Regions from separate parts of the Sus scrofa genome. Here all the other regions are linked to region 3. The links are chromatin contacts, called in public Hi-C maps. All regions are on one chromosome and are shown on one strand. The core of a region is the stretch at or near the end of the contact, and the rest is flanking DNA. Distances in the headings are between cores, read along the strand shown.

The links. A called contact is a pair of places that touch in the nucleus more often than the background predicts.
Region 1: a contact with region 3 is called in a Hi-C map of liver, with 3 times the contacts expected there. The contact joins the promoter of TMEM140 here to the promoter of STRA8 in region 3. A contact is called at or near these places in 1 of 5 promoter capture datasets (liver), 2 of 47 Hi-C or Micro-C datasets (both in liver) and 1 of 2 datasets of contacts at active chromatin or transcription factors (alveolar macrophages).
Region 2: a contact with region 3 is called in a Hi-C map of liver, with 6 times the contacts expected there. The contact joins the promoter of LOC100525318 here to the promoter of STRA8 in region 3.

The regions. Positions count from the first base shown.
Region 1 is chr18:14,147,130-14,150,368 of Sscrofa11.1, forward strand. TMEM140 (transmembrane protein 140) reads right to left here and starts at 1,490. Exons shown (of 2, transcript XM_003134650.4): 1 at 805-1,490.
Region 2 is chr18:14,000,523-14,003,749 of Sscrofa11.1, forward strand. LOC100525318 (solute carrier family 23 member 2-like) reads left to right here and starts at 1,976. Exons shown (of 12, transcript XM_013985609.2): 1 at 1,976-2,519. It overlaps LOC100622227 (a long non-coding RNA gene), which reads right to left and starts at 405. Exons shown (of 2, transcript XR_135462.4): 1 at 1-405.
Region 3 is chr18:14,078,582-14,081,799 of Sscrofa11.1, forward strand. STRA8 (stimulated by retinoic acid 8) reads right to left here and starts at 1,818. Exons shown (of 11, transcript NM_001285970.1): 1 at 1,706-1,818.

The DNA.
Region 1 (3,239 bases), core at 240-2,739, 68 kb after region 3:
GTTCGATTTACATAAAAGTGAAATTTAGAAAAGAAACAATCTTGGTAGGTAAATAAAGCAGAGGGTTAGTTGGCAAGAGTGTTGAGAAAGGAGACACTGAGAAATGCACTTCAGTTGTCCTGAGGGAGGAAGGAAAGACAGAATCACATATATACATATATTCATCTCTTCCCAAAGAAGCCTTTGATTTTATAAGAGAAGAAGCCTGCTGGAAATGAGAGAAACAAGCCCATGTTAAAAAAAGAAAAAGTCTTTCTGCACCAACAGAACTAAAATCCCGCCATGAATTTCCATCGAGGCGTGAGAAGCAGTGTCTGCTCATAACACAGGGTCTAAAAATCTCTTGGATGCTGTTGTCTTCTTTCTGAGTCAAGGACACAGGTCTTTCTGACCATCTTAATCCACAGGGCATGTTTTAAGGACTCAGAGTTTCTGTGACTACCGGTTTAGCTGCTGTGCGTCAGTGCTCCGCTTGTGTCTGGCCACCTATTTCTGATGAAGAGTCCACTTCACACGCCCCGGACTGTTTTGTATAGACCGTGTGCAAGACCCTGCCGCCCGCTCTTCTCCCCCGCGTTTCTAACCAGTTGCCCTGGCATCACCTGCACCATTTTGAGGCCAGAGGCGCACAGGGTGATGCTGAAGGGATCGGAGTGCACACGGTGCACGGGGGAGGGTCCCACGCCCGGCTGCCAGTCATTCCTGGGCCCCTGGCGCGGCTGCCAGGTCTGAGAGGGAAGTAGCCTTCTTACGGAGCAGCAGGGGTCTGGGCGAGCCACGGGGGCATACAGGGTAGGTACTTACAAACAAGAAGATGCAGAACCCACACAAGGCTCCTAAGAGGAGGAGCAGGAAATCAGGTTCGGTTGACTGTCCGATCTCTGTCGCCGGCTTCCCAAAGGCAGGCTCCAGACCCGGGGCAGCGGAGAGGGGAGCGGCAGATGCACGCAGCCCCGAGCTTATGACCGGCTGGCAGGCGCAGTTGTGCCTAAGTAAACAGCTCTCTGAACTCTGGCACGTTTGTGCTGACTGGTGACACTGTCCCCTGATTTCACTTTCATTTCTTGCCGGTGGCCCGTGTGACTTTTCAGAAGCAAGGAATGTAAACAACCCTGCTGTTCCCCACACCTTATGCTTCACCCACACCTGAGTCGACCAGACAGTTGACTTAAAGAGCCAGGTAAGCGTCTTGATTATATCCCAGGAGAATTCCAGAAAGGAAACAAGCCAGCACACGCTCAAAGCTCCCAATGTTTTAAACCCGGATAAACACACCCTGGAGTCTTACTCAGAAGGGACCTTCACGATCATCCGGCCTAAGGTCCCAGACCCAGGTCACCCCCATGGGAAGCAGATATGCCTCAGTCCGCCCTTTCAGAAATCAGCTTGTAGGGTGACGGGGCACCTCTGGACACAAAACCTTGTCTTTTTAGCGTCCTCACAGGGGTGCTCAGGCCCTTGCTGGAGCAGCTGGAACATCTCTTGTTTCAAAATAAGAGCAGAACGGAGCTTTTATTTTTGTAATCAGAGGGACTCCTGGCCAGAGTTTAAAAATTGCTTTCTGTGCTCACATGACCAGCTGGAAATTCCAATTTGGGTTAAGCTCGGTTGTGTCAGTAGACAGCGACCCGGTAACATTGCTGAATCCTTCAGGGGTCCTCTTCCCCTCTGTGACCTTTGGGCAAAGGGCTTCTTTGGAGTGTTTGATATGTTTGCCCCCACTTTGTGCTACACCCCCCCCCCTTTGTAGTTCTTTGAAAACTCAAACCCTAGAAAGAAGGCATGTGATCTAATAGAAAGAAAGAACAGAAACTTCGGGATCTGGGAGTTCTGCTGCAGATGAGCGCATTATTTGCCCTCTGGGAGCATCAGTTTCTCGTCTGTAAAATGGAAACAATGTCTGTTTCGCATGGCTGTTGTAGAAATTGGGGATGATACGTGAACGTTCTCCGTACAGTACTGGGCACATACTAATAGTAGCTGTTATTATTTAAAGCAGAAGTCCAGCCTTCATAATAGTGCCTTCAAGGCCAAGACAGTATTAACTTTTTGGTGCTCATATAAACTGGTCACTGAAAACTGAACACTGGTGAATGAGTCACACAGTATAGAAGAGACAGAAGCATACCAAGTTGGAATGCGCTTGAAGTTAGAATGCACATAGTTTTGCAAGAGTCAAAGAATTCTTCAGAGTTCATTATGGAAAACAGCAGTCCCACACTGTCCTCTTCTCTCCTCCAGGGCAAGAAGCACCTCACCTCTTATAGCTGATTCTTTAGGTATTTACCACAGTTCTATAAGCAACATCCTTATAATGGTACTTCTTGATTTTTCTGTTTCAGACATAATCTGTCAAAACAAGAATGTTTCAAGGAGGCAAAGACTGTAAAAATAGGTATAAAGCTTATTGTTAGAAACACGGTACCATGTGTGGGAGAGCACAGAAATGCAGAGAATCAGGCTATTTGTCGAAGGCAGACGCAAACAGTAGTAGGCACCCAAAGGGGGTGCGGGTGCGGGCGACCCCTCAGTGAGGAGCAGAGGTGACTTTGACCACTTATTTTAGGGTAGTTCTTCCGGGTCTTTGTCTCCCTTTAGCCAATTACCTTGTTTCACCTTTTACACCTACCAGACCCAGGGCCCTCCCCTGATCTGCGTGCGTGTCTTTTGGACCAGATGGGTTCCAAAGCAGAGCATGGCGGGAAGGTTATCCAGCCTTATTATGGGCTGACGCCTCCTCCGTCTCTGACCCAGAGGGGTCTCTCTCTGTGCATGTGTAGTTGGGGTCTCCCTGACCCTGAGGATGGGGAGGACGTGACCTCTTAGTTCATTGTCCAAGCAGGGCTCAGCCCCCTTTTGAGTCTTTGTTTAACAAGTTCACAGAAGACAAGTACCACTTATTTGCCCTGGGCCTGTGTTATTTCTATCTGAAGTATAGACAGGTGGCTGGTTGTGAATGTTTGTCCTGGAGCCCACCTGTCTCCTGCCTCAGGGAGTGTAAACAAGAGGCTAGTTGCAAATGTCTATCCTGGGGCCCATTACCTCCTGCCTCAGTGTTTCTTTCATCGAAGACTTTTCTAGATTTATTCTTTATTCTTCTATGCTTAAATTTGGTCAAAGCTAGAAGAACATAGAATTTTAGGTTAAAAGTAACTTGCCTTTATAATTTCGAAAGCTTTCTTTCAGTCTTCTGGCTTTCATTAGACGTTGAGAAGTTTAAGCCATTCTGCTTTCTAGCT
Region 2 (3,227 bases), core at 726-3,225, 78 kb before region 3:
CCTTATCATTTCAGGCCCACCAGCCGCCTTGACAAGCTCTGTTCTCTGATTCTCTGGCTCGAGGACCCAGGAATCGTTCGCTGCTTCCGTGTCCGGGGAGGGCGCCTTTTGGGTCCCTGTCCTGCAGATGGTCCCTTCTGGGGTCTTGCTGTCCTCTTGCTGGACTCTCCCTCAGAAACAGGAGCACAGCCACTTCTTGGAGACCCACCCCCTACCAAGGCTCTTACTTTTTCCATCCCCCTTGCACTATTATTATTTCCAAAACATTGTTCCTTCCCAGTGGCTTCCTAATAAGTCTTATGTCCCCACAAAGAAGGGGGACACTGGCTTTGCCCCACCTGAGCTGTGCCTCGCTCTGTTGGTGAGCGATGCCCCAGGGTCTCTTGGGGACAGCTGGTGGAGACCAGATGCTGGGCAAAGGTCTCTCCCCGCCTCCTGGCTCCCTGCCAGTCCCTCCTCCTCTCCCTCCCACCCTGGGCCCAGCAGAGTGTGTCTTGAATCTGCATAAGCCTCTGAGTGTCTTGACTGAAGGGGGCGCTCTATTCCCTGGGCCCAATCCAGCCCCATCTGCTTTTTTGTAGCCATTATCCCTGGGTCTCTGGTGTCTGCCCCTGCAGGAGTGTGGGGCAGCCGGGGCTGGAATTGCGGGGGACCTCATAGCTTCTGCCTCTGTGCCCCTGGTCTCCCGAGACCTTCCCAAGCACCCTTCGCATCCACACTTTTAGCTGAGTTCATGAGTCAGTGGGTCCAGTCGCCCTTGAAATGTCAGACAGCCCTGGAAGCACAGCCAGAAAGGGCGCTCACAGGCCCTAGATTCTGAAGAGCTGTCTTGGAATCGCGCCTTGTTCGTTCTAGCTCTGCTGTGGGTTCACAGTCCTGAGCTCAGCTTTGCACTGAACCCAGCTCCCTGACTGTTAGGTGGGTTCCGGGGACCCCTTGGTGCATGTGCCCCAGCTTACAGGTGTTAAAGATGGTCCTTTGCCCTCCAGGAAATGTGCTCCCACCCACTGGCCCATGACACCTGCCAAGTACCAGCGAGAGCTGCCTGCCAGTTCTAGTAAACACTCCCCCTCCCCCCACCCTAGAGGCAGAGGCCCAGTAGGGGCTTTGGGGACCTGCCCCTTCCCTCTCTGGGAAGAAGGTCTGTTCTTTTAGAAATTCCCAGTCTGGCGCAGGGGGCTTAAAATTCACCCTCCATGGCTCTTTTTCTAGTGTTTTCCCATGAATCAGGAATGAGTCTAGTCCAGCCTCTAAAAGTCTGCACCGAATGTTCCATGGGCTGCCCTCTGCTGCTTGGGCAGCCACCCTGAACCCTGGCCTCAAGAGCCTCCCCATCGCTGTGTGTGACTCTACCAGGTTCCGCATGGCCAGCCGCGAAGGGCACAGCTCTTCTTCGGCTCTGTGATCAGTCTCCACTGCCTGAGGGGCCTCGGCCAAAAGGGTAGGGTAGGATTCTCAGTCTGAAAAATCAAGGTGCAAGGAATTAACCACATTGTTCTAAAAACAGTCCAGGCTCCAGCCTGTGGCCTTAGATCTCTGTCTTCTAGAATAGTGGAGGGGAGTTCCCATTGTGGCTCAGCAGTAACGAACCCAACTAGTATCCATGAGGATGCTGGTTTGATCCCTGACCTTGCTCAGTGGGTTAAGGATCTGGTGTTGCCATGAGCTGTGGTGTAGGTCACAGACGTGGCTTGAATCCCGAGTTGCTGTGGCTGTGGTGTAGGCCGGCAGCTACAGCTCCGGTTAGACCCCTAGCCTGGGAATCTCCATATGCCGAGGGAGTGGCCCTAAAAAGCAAACAAACAAACAAACAAAAATAGACTAGGTGGAGGGTTGGGAGAGGAAAATATCCACACAGAAAACATGCGTTAATAGTGCAAGGTGAGTGCCTGCCCGTGCAGTGACCTGCTGTCTCTTGGGGAAGGGAGGGGAGGGGCAACCCATGGGGGTGAATGAGTTCCAAGAAAACTATTTACACAAATGGGCAATGGGCCAGGTCTGGCCTGTGAATCAGAGTTTGCCAATCCCTGTTAATATAAACAGATTTAATTAAGCATGCGTATGGGAACTATTTAGACCCTGAGGCAGCTTTCCGAAGCTGCATGTATTGAAATTAGAAGTTATGAAGTTTGCACATTGAAACCTAAAATTCTGCACCTCCAGTTCCTGTTGAAACAAGTTAGGGCTTGTTAAAAATTTAGAGAACCCCAACTTCCATGACTAATGTTGGTTTCTTGGCCTTTCAGGTCAAGAGTGTATAATTAACGAATTAGGTCTTCATTTCAGAGAAGCATCTTAGAAATTGTTTTCCCAGTACACTCTCGGGTTGTTGTTGTCACATTGAGACAATTGATTTGGCTGCGTAGGAATATATTGAGGTCGTCAGCACTGGCATCGATGTTTAAATTATTTTTAATGCCCTTGAAACTTAACAGTCGTTGTTAACGAAGGGTGAAAGCTTGGCAAATGTCGTGGAAGTTATTCTAGAGAAAGAATCAGTTGAGTATTGGAGTCAAAGGGTAAGTTTGCAGATTTTTTTTTTTTTTTTTTTTTTTACTGTTGCACCTGCAGCATATGGAAGTTCCTGGGGAAAGGATTGAATGGGATACCTAACCTGGGACACAGCCAGGTCAACATACCGGATCCAAGCCACATCTTTAACCCATCTATGCCACAACTTGTGGCAACGCCGGATCCTTAACCCACTGAGCGAGGCCAGGGATCAAACCCGCATCCTCACTGATGCTATGTCGGGTTCTTAATCCACTGAGCCACAACAGGAATGCCTATGGATTGGTTTTTTTGTTTGTTTGGTTGGTTGGTTGCCAATGACAGAAAACTCAAATCAAATTAGTTTTAGCCAAAAAGAGAACTTACTACCATACACAGCTTGATATATGGATTCAGGTATCACTGGAACCTGACCTCTGTTCTCCATCTCAGCTCTGTTGTCCACACAGACCCCTTTCTCAGACTCTATATCCTGAGAGGGCTGCCGGAGCTACAGAGCAGCATCCTTTGCATTCGGGATGAGTGAGAAAGAATGAATGTTTCTCTCCCCAGAGTCCCAGCAAAAGTTCCACTGCATCTCTTGGCTCTGGTTGGTTCCCAGGACTGTCACTAGTCCAAGGCCGTGGCCAGGAGTTGGCAGTGCTCCAACTGGTCCCTCATCCTCTTGCAGAGCAGCCACAGGACAGGGTAAACTGTCTGAAGTCTGTGGGCTGGTT
Region 3 (3,218 bases), core at 568-3,067:
GGACGTGAGGGACACCAGACGTCCTGACAGCAGTCACCGGCCTCTCTCACGCCAGCAGAGGGGGGACCGGGGCTCTGCCGGGGCCAGACAGACCCAGCAGCTTCCCAGTGGGCCCTGGGGACCAATCGCGGCATGTCCCCGGGGCCCACAGCCAATGGGAGCGCGCGGTGACGGACCAATGAGGACTGGGCAGTGGAAGAAACAGTGTAACTTGTTGTCTGAAGGCAACACAGAAAGGAGGGGAGGAGGGGCAGCGCTGACCTTCTCACCTTGCCCAGGGGCTCCTTTCCAAGTGGAGGCTGAGTGGGGCAGGGACTCTGTCACCTCAGATGCCCCGCACAGCCTGTATGTGCCCACGAACACTAAATGGACGGCCTCCGACTGGGTCCAGTGATCCGATGTGGAGCCCCAGGGTCCTCACCCCTCACACGGGGCTCTGACACCTGCCTTACAGGGTTATCCTGAGGCTCAGAGAAGACACGTTCAATAAAGGGTCCAGGGCACAGGCTCCCTGTCTCAGGGGGAAAGATGTGAGGAAATAGAGAAGCGCATAAAAGGAGGGGCCGGGGAATGATGTTTTAAACTGGGGAAGAAGAAATGCGGGGGGGGGGGGGGCTAAGAAGGGTTGCGCGGAAGAGGCCTTTAAAAGGTGGAATCAGGAGTTTTCTGGTGGCTCAGTGGGTTAAGGATCTGGTGTTGTCACTGCCGTGGCTCAGGTTGGATCCCTGGCGGGGGAATTTCCCCATGGCACGGGCCAAAAATATAAATAAATAAAAGGTGGGATCAAAATAGCAAGAAGAAAAGGGAAACAGTCTCACTTTGAGACAAGAGCAAGTATTCTTCCACCTTAGGGAAAAAATTCATTTTCCCCCAAATATAGACTCATGTCCTTAGGTATTTTTTGCTTGAATTCCTGCACCCCTGAATGTTACATGACAGTCGCGATCCCACACCTTCAGTTTGGCTAGGAAGCAGCAGCCTTGCCAGATGTCCCTTGTTGTTCCCTGACCTGGGGCAAAAGCTACTGCACTCTGGGGCAGGGGTGAACCAGAGGTCACACCACCTGGACGCGGCAGCCTGTGCCTGGTGGCACTGGGATTGGATTCTGATCCAGGATGTGCTTCACAGTGACTGTGAGTTCTACCCAAAGCAGACAAATAGGTTCAACTTCTGACTTTGGTAGAACATTAAATTAAACAGTGTGCTATGTAGAAAGAAACTGCTACATGGAAAGCACCCAGTAGGAGCAAATTCTCCTTCTTTTCAAGGTAAATGTGACTTACTCCTTTTAAGACAAAATTCTGCCTGGGTTGAGGCTCTGTCCCTTCTGGCTGTCAGGCAGCTTTTTCTCAGGGTCACAGAGAGTCCCTGAGAAGCTGCTTTTTTCCCCTCTTCCTCTCTCCCTGGTTTCTCTTCACTGGCCCTGATCCTTGCCTCCCATCACTAGCTCAGCAGTGCTGAGACCCTGTGGGAGCAGAGGGCATTCAGGTGTCTGTGCACCTCTGTCTTGGAGGCCTTACCTTTGCACAGGGAGGACACCCAGAGGTCCAGACACTTACCTGCCCGGCCTTTCATCTCATCACCCTTCACCCGCATCAACCACCACCAAACACATCTGCCTCCCCGGATGCGGCCCACTGGGAAGCAGATCTGCACCCAGAAAAAATGCAGTCCTGGGGGGTGGGATGTTACAAGGCTTCCTTACCTGCCTCAGCCTGATTTCCTTGAAGAAAATGAGGATCTCTGGTCCACTTCAGTCAGCCTTCCCCACAGCTGTGAGGCAGAAGGCTCTGCTCATGAACCCTGGGACCGCCTGGTGGCTTCTCACCAGCTTTGGATACAATCAAAGTTCTCCCTGGCAACAGTCCCCCCGCCCCCATCACCTTCTGACCCTGACCCCTCCTTCCTAGTACCAGAGATCCTGCCCAGAGAAACTCCCCTCGTAGTAACATAGATCCTGCCCCCAATACAGCCCCCCCCCCACGACAAGAAGCATAGATCCTGCCCTGAAATCCACCAGTCTGAGGGCATCCCCTCCCCCCAGATCCAGCTCCACACCTGTCCCACCAGGAAGCCTTCTAAGATTCCTGCATTAATGTCAACCCAGGATGGCCACCCATGTTATGTGTCCTTGACCCTAACTTTCTGGTTGGACAAACAGCCTTTTTCACTTTTTCTCAAGTGTTGGGGATGACATATTCAAGATCATTTAAAAATCAAAATGGAGGAACTGCAGTTCAGGCATCTAAAACGGAGCCAGGTGGCTATTGTGGATGTGGTTTCAGACACATTCCTGCATTGAGTCCCAAATTTTCTGACCTATGTCAACCTCAAGGGCATCACTAGCTGATTTCAAGAGTATCTGGTAGCAGCTGCCAGCTGCAGCCTAATGGGCTCAAGGTCTTCCCTTGTAACTGTACAACCATTCCAGGCCCTAGCAAAGCACCCTTACTTGTTGCCAGCTCCGAGCCTAATTCTTGACAAAAAACTTATGCAATTTTGTGGGGTTTGCCTATATAAGCTTCTTCCATTTTGTGGTCCAATGAAACACAATGCAAGTACTTCTTGCATCTGTATCCCCTGGGTTATAGTCCTCACTTTGGCTCAAATGCAACTCTTTTCTCCCTTATTTTAGATTGTTTCCTGATTATTTGCATCAACATCGGGTCCCATCCATTTTATGTGATAATGGGCAGGGGTCTCATATGCGATCATCTTTTTATCCTCTAAACATAACGAGAGTGATGGGTTGTGTATTGCGCCTCCACTGTGTTCCTAATCCTCGTGGATGACCTTGTGAAGAACTTTCTCCCCCTTTTATAGATGGGGAAGCCAGAGAAGGGCAGTGACCTGCCTAATATCTAAACATCTGAGGTTCTCTCTGGTTTTTTGCTCATCACACGCCCTTGGGTGGCATTTAGCAAAAGGAATGTTGACTGTCTTGGGCTAGAGAGAAATTTGCATGATTTTGTAAGTTTCAGAACAAAAGACCCTCAGCTTTGAACTGAGGTGTGTGGACAGTGGCTTGGAGGGAGGGGTGAGGAAGGCAGAGGTCCATGGAGGGGTACATTTCTGACTCCAGTTAGGAGCTCCCAGCACTGTGGTCAAGAGGAGCCTTGGATGCAATCTCAGGCAGGTGTTTGCCTGCCATCACCTTTGCACAGGGCCAGATTCTGGCCTCCAGGAGGGCCTGGTAATACAGTAAGCTCCTTTATGGG